4 separate regions of the Mus musculus genome follow, and regions 2, 3 and 4 are each linked to region 1. Evidence: chromatin contacts called from public Hi-C, HiChIP or PLAC-seq and promoter capture Hi-C data. All regions are on one chromosome and are shown on one strand. Each heading gives the region's core, a stretch centred on a gene start, on an enhancer-like site or on the middle of the called end of the contact. The rest is flanking DNA. Distances are from core to core; before and after follow the strand shown. Region 1 holds the start of Jmy (junction-mediating and regulatory protein). Region 2 has its middle 41 kb from the start of Gm41019. Region 3 has its middle 17 kb from the start of Gm31630. Region 4 holds the start of Lhfpl2 (lipoma HMGIC fusion partner-like 2).

Region 1 (2,700 bases), core at 73-2,572:
TCGATCTCCTGCTCGGTCATCTCGGGGGCGCCCCCAAACAGCACCGTCCACATGCCTGACGGCTCTTCGGGGAACACCGGCAGACACGGCTCCAGCTGGGAGTTTACCGAGCACAGCTGCTGATGCACGGCTCGCAGATCCTGGAAGGAGAAAAGCCCGGCCCAGCTGCATTCTTCGGCCGGAGACTCCAGCTCCGCGGCAGACGGCGGCTGCTCCGAGTCCGGGAGCGGCTGTGGCGCCTCGTCCTCCCTCACCATTTCCAGGACCTCGATCTCCTCGGAGACCGCCCCGGAGGCACTCACCACCCGCACCGACGACACCGGGGGCACCGGGGGCGCCGGCGGGGCTGGCGTGGCACTGGCGGTCGCATCTCGGGATTCGGCGCTTCTGCGGAGCGGGCTGGCCTTAGCCCGCGCGGGGCTACGGAGAGGACTCTCCGGTCCTCTGCCCGCGGGACCCCGAGGAGGATCCCCCTTCAGGCTGCGCGCGCTGCGCGGAGAGCCGCCCTCGGCCCAGGCCTGGCTTTTCCGTGGCCCGGGACTCCGGAGCGCTGCTGTAGCAGAGGCAGCGGCCTCTGACCGACCCCTGGCCGCGGGGCTGCCCGGACCGCGACTCCCATCAGACGCGGGCGTCCCCGCCTGTTCCCGGGAACCGCTCCTCTGTCTCTGGGCCGTCCGGTTGTGACAGGTTATAGCAAACTTGCCTTCGATCTCGTTCCAGGCCACAATGAACACAAACTTGTGCTTCTCGCGCTCGTCGAATACGTGGGGCCGCACCGCCACCCAGTCGGACTCGAGTGTCTCCTCCAGCGCGAACGACATGGTAGCTCCGGTGCCCGGCGAGGGGGGTCGCCCGCCCGGCCGAGTCTCCGCGGTGGCCGCGCCCCCAGCTCACCCTTGCGGGGCGCCTGCAGCCATCTTAGCGCGCCGGCCGCTCACCCACCGGCTCCTTTGTGGTGCGGCTCTCAGAAGAGACAATACGCGGCCCGGAGCAGGTAGTTCACATGGTCACGTGCGGCCGGATCTGTTTACAAGCCGCTCGCTGCCGCAGCGCAGGGCCCTGGGCCGCCGGACCGGCCTGCGCGGAGCCGCGGGGCTGCGTGCTGAGGCGCGCGTCCGCCGCTCGCCCGCCGGGGCCTACCTCCCCGCCGCCCCTCTGCCCCCGGCCAACAGCGCCCAGCCAGCCAGAACCAGAACCAGAAAGCAGACTCCTAAAGCGCTAGTCTCAGCGTCGCCACAATGTTGCCATTCGGCTGTGACGTCTGCGGCTCCACGAGGGACGTAAACACGGGCACGTGCGGCACGCTGCTGACGCGGCGGCGGCAGCAGCGGCAACGGGAGCGGCGGCGCGCGTCCCGCCCGCCCGGCGGCGCCCCGCCCCCCTCCGCGTCCCTCCAGCCGCGCCTGCGCGCCGCCGCGTTCCTGGCCCCAGCCCTGCCCCCTTTTTCCCGGCCCGGAGTCTGTGGCTGCGGGATGACGCTTTTCTGCAAGATGAGAGACTGGTGTGCCCGGCCGCACAGGTTGCTTTGAACCCCCGGCAAGAGGAGCAAAGGCAGAGGGACTCTGAGACTTTGTTCAAGGACCTTGATGTAGCCCTCCTTCACCCTAAGTGAATCTGGATCGCCAACTGTGTTCAGACGCGTCCTAAACAGTCCGGGAACTCTGCCTTGCTTTACAAGGCTAAGCCAAAGGGTTCCATTCTCCCCTGACATCCTTCAGACACAATTTAAGTTAGACATGTATGCAAAACAACTCAGGAGAATACGAAAACAGTAGGAAAATTCAGTCACGTCCTAAAGAGCGTGAACATTTGTCTCAATTTATCCTTCTTTTATTGCTTCGGCTTTCCTCGTTGTGTACTGTTCTGAGAATCTCTTTGGGCAGTCACTGCACTAAAGTTTTGACATTGTATTCAGTTATCAGAGTTCCCAGAAAGCACAAACAAAAAGTTTTTATCAGCCTGGCAAGGCAGTGCATAACTATAATCCCAACACTTGGTGAGTAGAGGCAACCAGATATGGTAATTCAAGGCCAGCAGGGGCTACAAAAGACCTTGTTTCAAAAACCAGCCAGAAAAATCCAATTATTCATACTAAATTGTGTTGAAACATTCCTAATATTGTCTAGTAGGTTTATAATCCACTTTATATTATTGGCGTCATCTTTCCTGTCAGTGTCTAAGGCATCAAGCAGGCACTAATGTATAATAGGAATTAGTTCTTTTACTTTAAGCCACATTTCTAAAACGTGTGAAAATCATCTGAGTCACCCTCACGTTGTCAGCTACACACAGTTTTGTATTGGCCTGACATCTAAATTGATAGTCAAAAGTTTTAGACCTATCTCTTGGCTGAACTTTTTTTTTTGTTTTGGTTTTGGTTTTTTGGAGACAGGGTTTCTCTGTGTAGCCCTGGCTGTCCTGGAACTCACTTTGTAGACCAGGCTGGCCTCGGACTAAGATATCTGCCTGTCTCTGCCTCCCAAGTGCTGGGATTAAAGGCGTGTGCCACCACCGCCTTGCTGAACATTTTAAACTTTAAACATCTGCTTTGAAACCCATGCCTACTCTTGGACCAAACACACACACACACACACACACAGCAAGATTCAGAAAAAGATAAAAATGACTTCAACCTTTTGGAATTCTTATAATGAGCTGCATATTTTCAAAGCTTGTACATATGTGTCAGCTCTTCCGTGC
Region 2 (2,700 bases), core at 68-2,567, 540 kb before region 1:
TATTTGCTTGCTGTTTTGTTTAGTTTGGGCTTCTTGATGTTTTTGGTTTTGATTTCTGTTCTTTTCCTTTTCATATCTTTTTCTTCTTTAACATGCACATGTAGTATTTGATTTATCTCTGGTTCAACCTGTCTTAAAATTTTCAGACCTCAGCTTGCTTAGTGACCTCATAATGGTTCCAATAAACTGTGTGTCATTCACAACCTAAGGACTGGTAGGAAACCCAGCTTTCAAATGCAGTGCCCAGTGATTTCAGCCTGAAAGGTGATATGTCTGTTTTTCTAGAATCTCCTAGGCTCTGGAATGTGCACTGGCAAGACTTCTAGTCCAGACTTCTTGGGACCTGACTCACTTGCCTCTGAGACACAGTTAGAGACACTAAAATCTTAACAAGCCTCTTGGCTACGTGACTTCAGACAGCCTGATGACTGTTCTGGAGACAAGCATGTATATTAGCCTAGCTAAGCAGATGTCTGTCCAGAAGAAGAGGATTGCTCACATGATACAGGCACAAAGCTCTGGGAAGCCCCTGAAGGACACTGTTTGAGTCATAAGCAGTGAGGTGTTGGCCGATGAAGCTCAATACCTCCCTACTCATTCAACATTCCACTCAGGGACCATGGGCTAGCTCCAGGAACCAGTGACCATACCAACCAGTGAAGATGGGCACATGAATCTGATATGGTCTCTGTCCTAGAGAAGTTTGTATATTAGTTGTGTACACAAGTACATATGTACTTGTAGAGAAGTAGACATGGGATGTGCTTTGTAAAGAGGAAGCAGCAATCAGCCTTGCTCTGAGAGGAGGGTCTATTTGAACTGGGTTTGACGAGAAAGTGGCAATATACCAATGAAGGAAGGGTGGGAAACACAACAAGATACCACCATCCTGCAGAGAAAGGAGACTCTATGTTCCCAGCACCCTAAGGAATGCAATGTGGCTTTGATGACTTCTATTAGAGAGCTACGGAGAACTTTCCGGTAGGAACACGGTGACTTGTTCTTCATAATCCTAATGACCAGTACAGCTAATATCAGTGACTCCTAGGGCCCTTGTTAATTTTTACCTCAGACTCTTTGGGGGTGGTGGGTTCCATTCAAAGACTCCAGGCTGTGTAAAGATCTACTTCCTTTTAGTGGTCAAAAATACTTCCTCAAATACTCCCCTGTAGGGTCGTTTGTTCCTCTCGCTGTAACTGTAGTGCTCTGGCACGCCTACATAACCTCCAGGAACCACACAGATAAAGAATGGATCTGAAAGACACTGTGGAAATCCTGACAGAGCAGCCACACCCACCGAACAGCCCAACCCAACCTCATTTACCTTCACCAAACACCCACAGGTTCCTCATTGCTTCCTTGTTACTCCTGTTCTCTCTAATGGCCTCCCTGGGTGTCAATGTTATTCTTTTATTTGTTTTTAAAAAATAAAACCAGAAAAGCAATTTATGTGTGTGCAGTGAGAGCTCTGCTTGCCAAGTGGCAGCCAGAGCTGGGATGTTCTCCCTGGGCAGCCACGAGGGACCTGAATCTAGACTACTGGTTAGAAGGATCTAGAAGCTCACTGCCATCAGTTACAGAGAACCCAGTGTTGGTTTCCATACAAGCATGCCAGATTATTGGGCTGGTCCAGCCTGGAGTCTACCTAGGCTTCTAGTCAGGAGTTGGCCCTACCAACATGAGACAGTAGAATCTTCTTCTGCCTTCTTATTGCCACCATAAGGGTAAAAATTTATTAGGGGGAGGAAAACAAAATCTTGTAGGTAAAATAAAATAAAATAAAATAAAATAAATGATTCTACTAACAATTCCTTATTCCTGAAACACTCTGCTTTCTATCAAAAATGGTCTGGAATTTTTAAAGGAAGGGCATTGAAGGTTTGACATTTCTTCCTCCTGAGGAGGAGGGGAATGTGCTGGTCTGCCCTGAGTCCCTGCCCCTTCCTTCATCTTCATCTTTCTTTGTCAGCTAATTCTTTCAGCATCCCTGAGCGATGTCATCCAGGCCTGTAGCACACAGGAGAACAGAGCAGGCTGGCTCCAAGGGAAGGGGAACATGGGAAACGACTGGGCAGAAGCATCCTAGAACATGCAGCAATAGAAAGTGGGTCAAATGGTTGCTGAGATACCTTATTTCATAGGTGGCCACCAGAGGAGCATGTTCCCAAGGAAAAGGCTGCCTTTGCATCCTAGTCACACTCAGTGGCCAGGAGCTGCCCACAGGAAGCATGACCCTAGTACAGAGGCAGTAATGGATCATGGAGCACAATAGCTGGACCATTTGTCAATTAAGTTCCTTGTTCACAGTACTTGTCAGTACTTGGTCCCTGAAAGAGAAGTTTCAATAGACCTTCATTGAAGGAAAATGAATGAATGAATGACTAATCACTGGTACTAGTGGGACAGCTGAAATGGCATGGCAATCTCAAGTGTCAAGAAATAAACCTTTGAAATAGATCGTTCTAGAAATAAGCTTTACTTTCAAGTCTAGCTAGACTTTCAGAGTGAGCTTTTAAGACCCTCAGAGGGAAGTGTTTCAAGTCAGGGCAATGTCCCTGAGTCAGAGTGGCTAGAAGTTGACTATCATGAGAGACGTGGGCACAGAGGGAGCCTGAGGAAGCTTATGTTCTAGCTGTGGGCACATGCCACCCATGCATGCTATTGGCTATTTCTCCAAGTCTACCCAATTGTGAACTGTCT
Region 3 (2,700 bases), core at 128-2,627, 630 kb before region 1:
GGGGACAACAAGGGCTATATAAACCTTGGGGAGTGAGCGGCTAGAGGTCTTGGGGCTGGGTGTACATTATTACCTGATGCCGAAGTTCTGGGAACTTTTTTTTTTTTTTTGCATGAAGAGGAATTCCAGGTGCTTGCTGGGCATGTCCTTATAGGGAGAGAGGAAGTTAAACCTGTAATCTGGCCACCAGGCTATGTGACTTCCTCAAGGGTGGCAGAGGTGGGGTTTACACAGGCTACATGGCCCAAGCATGCAGACCCAGACCAAGGAGGGAAGTCATACTCCTGCCAGTCTCAGGGCAAGATCATCAGGGTCTGAATGTATATGCATCTCACTCTTGCTCCCGACTGGCTCCCTTAGTTGCACATCTTTCCAGCCCCACCGTGGTTTTTCTCTTCACAGTCTTTGCTGAATAGAGAAGCACTTGGAGCATCAAGACAGCTCTTTGTTATAGTCCAACATCTGGAGCTCAGAACAGAAGGTACTCAAGGAGTTTTGGATCTTTTGTTTATTCTGAGACAAGGGCTCACTCTGAAGCCCAGGCTGGCTTTAAACTCACCATCTGCCTGTCTTATTTTCCTCCACACTGAATGACAGGAATCCGCCATTGCATCAGGCTCTGAGGTTTTTGAGAGAAGAATAAGATTTGAAAACATGTTGAATAATATCAGAAAAGAGTAGGGAAAGTTGAAGCCAAGAGCCAGTGAATCACAACGGGCCCAGTGGCTTCCTCAGAGTCTTGCTGCTAACATGAAATATTTGAATCATATTTTTGAAGTTTATCAAGGCGTGGTTTCTTACTGCCTGGCTAATCAATGTAAAGCAACTGTGTTCAAGGCTGAATCTAACTTTAAGAAGTGGGGTAGTACATTTTTTTTTAATTTTTGCAAGCTAAATATTTTAAGTATGCAAGGAAACATGACTTATTAAAGGTATTAATAATTAACTATTCTCTAAAGTGGATACTAACTCAGTTTCTTCCCTTTGGCAGCATTAGGGTTCAAACCCAGGCCTTGTACATCCTAGGATGTCTCCAGCCCTTCTACCTCACTTTAAAAAAACCTTATTAATCTGGACATCACATGTCTAGATTTGGCCAAACTGGGAGCATAAGAATATATGTGCAATGAGACTATTATCATATTTTAAAAAGGTAATAACTGAGAACAGTCTGAAAAAGTATTTCCTCAAATGAGGAAGAGAGAATTGGTGTCAGGCCTTGTATTCAGCACGCCCTGTATCTTGGGGAGAAGGAGTCAGCATGTCGCTAATGAGATTTGCAGATGGCTTTAAGTTGAGAGGCATTGTAAACAGCAGGGATGACTGAGACATGATACAAGAGGCGCTGGAAAGGTTAGGAACATGGACAGGAAACCAAATGATTCATCCTGGAATAACGCAAGCCAATCTGACATCTGGCGCCAAACAAGAAGAAATACAGATACACTGCAGAAGAGACGAATGTGGAAAATAAAATAGTCACCTCAAGACTACTGGAGGGGCATTGGCAAGAGGAGAGCACAGGCCGGGAAGAGGGAACTAGATGCTGTTAAATTCCCATGTCTGTCCAGTGCTTTGCTCGCTGAGTACTCCTTGACCACAGTTAACCCACTCTATGTATGGAGAACAAGTCATAGTGTTTCTCTTGAGGACTGATTGTTCACGGGAGCTCCTTCCTTCATGAAATAAAAGGCTGGCCTCACTCTAGCTGTTCCTGATGCTGCAGAAGATTAGCAGTATAGGGAGAGAGTCATTTGGAAGTAACGGGGATCTTTAAAAAGGGTTAGTAGGAGAGGTCACTTACCACACACTTACTGGACTCTTTCCAGGGTTGATGGAACAACTTCCTAGCTATTCCCGGCAGCATCCTGGCCTGGGAATCTGCCTTAAATGAAAATAAGATGCATTCTCATGATGGCTGTACACAGGTGATCTGTTTTTTTTTTTTTTTCCTGGTGGCGACCCTCTTCCCATCTTCAAGTGCCCTCATGTTAACCCCAAGGAATAGCTCCCATCCCAGCCTTCTGCTTGGCTTGGCTCACCTAGTCTCCTCCCTCTTACTATAAAGGTATAGTGAGTGTCTGTGCTCCCTCTACATTCCAATGAATCAAATAAAAATCACTGGTGATGGTGGCTAATTTATGAATCTCTGGCTTTCTCTTTTTATACTTCTCATTTTTTTTTCTGTTATGGGGACTTTATACATTAGGATCCGGTTTTTCTAATATTGTGTCATAGTGAGGACTGTGTGGGGATGAGAAGGAAAAAGATGGATTTTGAGCAAGGATGTACCTTCAGCAGACACTATTGCTCTATCCATTCCTCATCCTGGGGAGAGCAGAGCTGAAAATGAAGGAGACATGGAAGGAGCAAGTTGGAAAGCAAACCCTTGGGAGATACATCCATGGATCACATCACAAGTCTGAGGCTCAGTATATCATTTGTTCCTGGTAATATTTGCCTTTTAACCTCTCTGTATTTGTTCATTTCACACCCCAGTGGAGATATTGAGTCAGCTTTTGCATATAAAGAAGCTTATTGTTCTTAAAAACTTAAAGAACTCATTCATTCATCTAACACATGTTTCCTGAGTGCCTCTAGGGATCTTGCTACACAGGATCCTACTGTGAACACAGCTAGTCTCTCTGGCCTTGTGGGACTGACATTCCAGCAGGGGGAGACAATTAATAATGGACACAA
Region 4 (2,700 bases), core at 129-2,628, 560 kb after region 1:
TGATTTTGCCAAATAGAGAGAGCACTTAACACTCTTGTAGAATGTGTTTCGGGAAAGCTTTTTTTTTTTTTTTTTTCCCAGTAGGATTCAACCGTGGGAGAGTCCTGGGAACAGCATCAGCAGCTTCAGCGTGGATACAGGCATGGGTCCTTCTAGGACCCCATCTGGATGAGGACCAGCATGGTGATGCATTTGTGTTTGCAGCTATTGTTAATTGGTGATAGGTACCCTTTGCATGTGAAGAATCCCAACCGATTTAATTTGTATGTTTTCTCCACAGACCAGCAGTTGCGGATGACTTATGCTATCTACAATCCTGCTGTGGGATATGGTTTTCAATAGTGGAGTTGCAAAGAAATCAAGAATTTGTTTTGTTTTTTTAATTTTCCTGGCAAAATGCCTCAGATACCCTCTCACCCAGGAAGTGGTGTTCTAGAGCCATTAAGCTTGTAAGGCCGTGCAGATAGGTGCCGTGCCCACGGGTTTCAAAAGCAGGAGGGGGCCATTGAAACTGACAAACCCAAATGGATTTGGAAATAGTGGGTCAAGTGCAAAGACTTCAAGAGCAAAGAGCACATGCAAGCTGCTAGGGAAGGCCGGGAGGGAGGGGTGGGGGGGGTGGGTGTGCTTCGGTGGATAGACAAGTGTCTGAGAGTTTGGAGGCTGAAGCAAATTTGACAGGGGGTGGGGGTTGGAGACAAAGGAAGGTGATCTTAGCTGGGTTCTGTCCTAACACAATGAATTCAGACAATTCAGCCCCTGGCTATTTGACTCTGTCCTTTGCTCTGGCCCTGGGGGCGGTGGTGAGAGGAGTTGGTGGGTCTCCTCTCTGGATCCCTTTCCCGCTGGCTAAACCGCCTTTGATATCTGTGGTATCTATTGGAAAGTGTATCTTCAGTGCCTGGGGGATGTGTCTGGACCCAAGCATCCAAGCTCTGTGAAAGTTTGCAGTTTCCCGAAGTAGAAATCAGGACCTGTAAACTTGTGCCTCCAGCCTCTGCTTTAAAAGCACCGCAGACCACTCTCCACCCTGCGGTTTTCCTGGGCCACGGACCGACTTTCTTCCCGCCCGCCCCGCCGGCTCTGGTCCACGATAGGCACTGGGACAGCGTGAGGAGAGAACCCCGCAGGGCTCCGGGACCCCTTCTCAGGGATCGCGCGCGTCGCCCACACTCTCCCGGGCCCTGTAGGACCCTCCCCCCCGGAGGCCGGGCTTCGCCGACCCCTCCCCGAGCGGCGGCCGGAGGCGGGGATGCTGAGTGGCAGCGGCCGGCCTGGGCTGCGAGGTTCGGCCGCCTCCTCCCGCTGCGCCCGCCCCTCGGCCTCCGCCCCGGCGCCGCCGACCCTCGTCTGCTCCCGCCCTCGCCCCTGCGGGTCCGCCGGGGCCAGATCGAGGCTGCAGCGAGGAGGCGGCACAGAGAGCCCGGCTGGGGAAGGCTGCACGCGCCCGGGCCAGAGCGGGGCGTTAGGAGCCGGCTGCCCCGGCCAGGTAGGTGCTGCGCGGGGAGCCCGGGAGGGGGCCGGTCCCCGACAGTGCACGGGGGCGCGGAGGGACGGGCGGCGGGTGCCGGGGCAGGAAGGATCCGCTGCAGCGCCGGCCCGCCGCAGACGTGGAAGAAGTTGAGCCTGGAAGCGCTTTTTCCCGGGGAGCTGTAGTGGTCCCCTCCAGCCCCGGTCCGTACCGCGTGGGTCTCACCGGCCACAGACCTCAGCTGCATCTCAGACCTGGGCTGCATTTTTTGTGGCCAGTGCAGAGGGGTGAGGGCTGGCGAGGAGGTGGGCGGGGAGTTGGGGAACACCACATCTGGGGTGGATGAAGGACTCAGAGAGATGGGTTTGAATGCAGTCCCTACCCCCACCCGGCCGCACTTCTCTCTCAGTCTATTCGCGGTCGCGTGCTCTCTGAACTGAGAAAAGCAAAAAGAGTTTCTTCAAGTCGGCTCAACTTTTCTGTTAATTCAGGAGGTTCGGGAGTTTGTATGGAAGTAAGGGCAAAAGACTCTCATCCTCGCACCCTACCTCACTCCTGCCCGGGCAGTTTCCTGTACTCTGTGCCATGATTGTTTTTGTGCTTGTAGATTACAGCTGGTGACCTATATGGAAAAGTGGAACCACTGCCGGCGAGTGTGTGTTGGAGCCACAGGGCGGCAAGGTGTGGGGGGCTAAGTCAGAGTTCCTTCGAAGGGACTTTAATTCTCTGAACACTCTTCCTGTCCAGCTCAAAGAGAGGATGGGATAAGGAATAATTTATCTTGCTCTTTCTGATGCTCTTCTAATCATTTTTTTTAAAAACTCCCTTTCAAATTAAGAGATAGAGAACACGCATGCGATGGTTAAATATTTTAAAGACAGGGAAGATGAACATCTCTCTCTGCAATCAGGCTAATAGGGCTAGCCTGTGTTGGAACATCTGATTCTGATGAAATATTTGAAAGGTTTAAAGCAATACCAGACGATGTCATTAAAAAAAAATAGAGTGACCTGCAGTAGGTCATACAGAGCAGTGTGGCCTGTGGTCTGTGACAGCATTTTATAGCGGGAGGTGGAGCACTGTAAGCTTAAAGAGAAGAGGGTGGGAAAGGGGGCTGCTCATTTGTCTTGAACCAGTCTAGTTAGGAAGAGTGATTACACTGCAAATGAACATTTGTGAATATAATTTGAGTCATGATACATGAACCAGCCATTTGTCTGAAGGAAAAA

Evidence for each region. Promoter capture Hi-C pulls out the DNA fragments that hold promoters and counts their contacts. A called contact is a pair of places that touch in the nucleus more often than the background predicts. HiChIP or PLAC-seq counts read pairs in DNA pulled down with a chosen protein or histone mark.
Region 2: an H3K4me3 HiChIP or PLAC-seq map of pro-B cells shows a contact between it and region 1, with 4 times the contacts expected there. The contact joins the enhancer-like site here to the promoter of Jmy in region 1. A contact is called at or near these places in 4 of 39 promoter capture datasets (the C10 cell line, liver, pre-B cells and 1 more), 1 of 484 Hi-C or Micro-C datasets (embryonic fibroblasts) and 4 of 115 datasets of contacts at active chromatin or transcription factors (the 230-238 cell line, large pre-B cells and pro-B cells).
Region 3: a contact with region 1 is called in a Hi-C map of the N1E-115 cell line, with 3 times the contacts expected there. The contact joins the enhancer-like site here to the promoter of Jmy in region 1. A contact is called at or near these places in 1 of 39 promoter capture datasets (the C10 cell line), 1 of 15 datasets of contacts at CTCF or cohesin (large pre-B cells), 1 of 484 Hi-C or Micro-C datasets (the N1E-115 cell line) and 1 of 115 datasets of contacts at active chromatin or transcription factors (astrocytes).
Region 4: a contact with region 1 is called in a promoter capture Hi-C map of liver, with 2.4 times the contacts expected there. The contact joins the promoter of Lhfpl2 here to the promoter of Jmy in region 1. A contact is called at or near these places in 1 of 39 promoter capture datasets (liver), 2 of 484 Hi-C or Micro-C datasets (embryonic stem cells and nephron progenitors) and 2 of 115 datasets of contacts at active chromatin or transcription factors (embryonic stem cells and memory CD8 T cells).

Annotation. Positions count from the first base shown.
Region 1 is chr13:93,498,486-93,501,185 of GRCm38.p6, forward strand. Jmy (junction-mediating and regulatory protein) reads right to left here and starts at 1,323. Exons shown (of 11, transcript NM_021310.3): 1 at 1-1,323. The coding sequence starts at 821.
Region 2 is chr13:92,963,199-92,965,898 of GRCm38.p6, forward strand. No RefSeq gene overlaps it. Among named protein-coding and RNA genes, the nearest start is that of Gm41019, 41 kb to the right of the region's middle. Within about 2 kb of position 1,318, at least 41 of the 459 cell types and tissues checked have an H3K27ac peak or open chromatin away from gene starts, as enhancers often do. A contact at or near this core is called in pre-B cells and pro-B cells, where this site is marked.
Region 3 is chr13:92,864,229-92,866,928 of GRCm38.p6, forward strand. No RefSeq gene overlaps it. Among named protein-coding and RNA genes, the nearest start is that of Gm31630, 17 kb to the right of the region's middle. Within about 2 kb of position 1,378, at least 23 of the 459 cell types and tissues checked have an H3K27ac peak or open chromatin away from gene starts, as enhancers often do. A contact at or near this core is called in the N1E-115 cell line, where this site is marked.
Region 4 is chr13:94,056,418-94,059,117 of GRCm38.p6, forward strand. Lhfpl2 (lipoma HMGIC fusion partner-like 2) reads left to right here and starts at 1,379. Exons shown (of 4, transcript NM_172589.2): 1 at 1,379-1,489.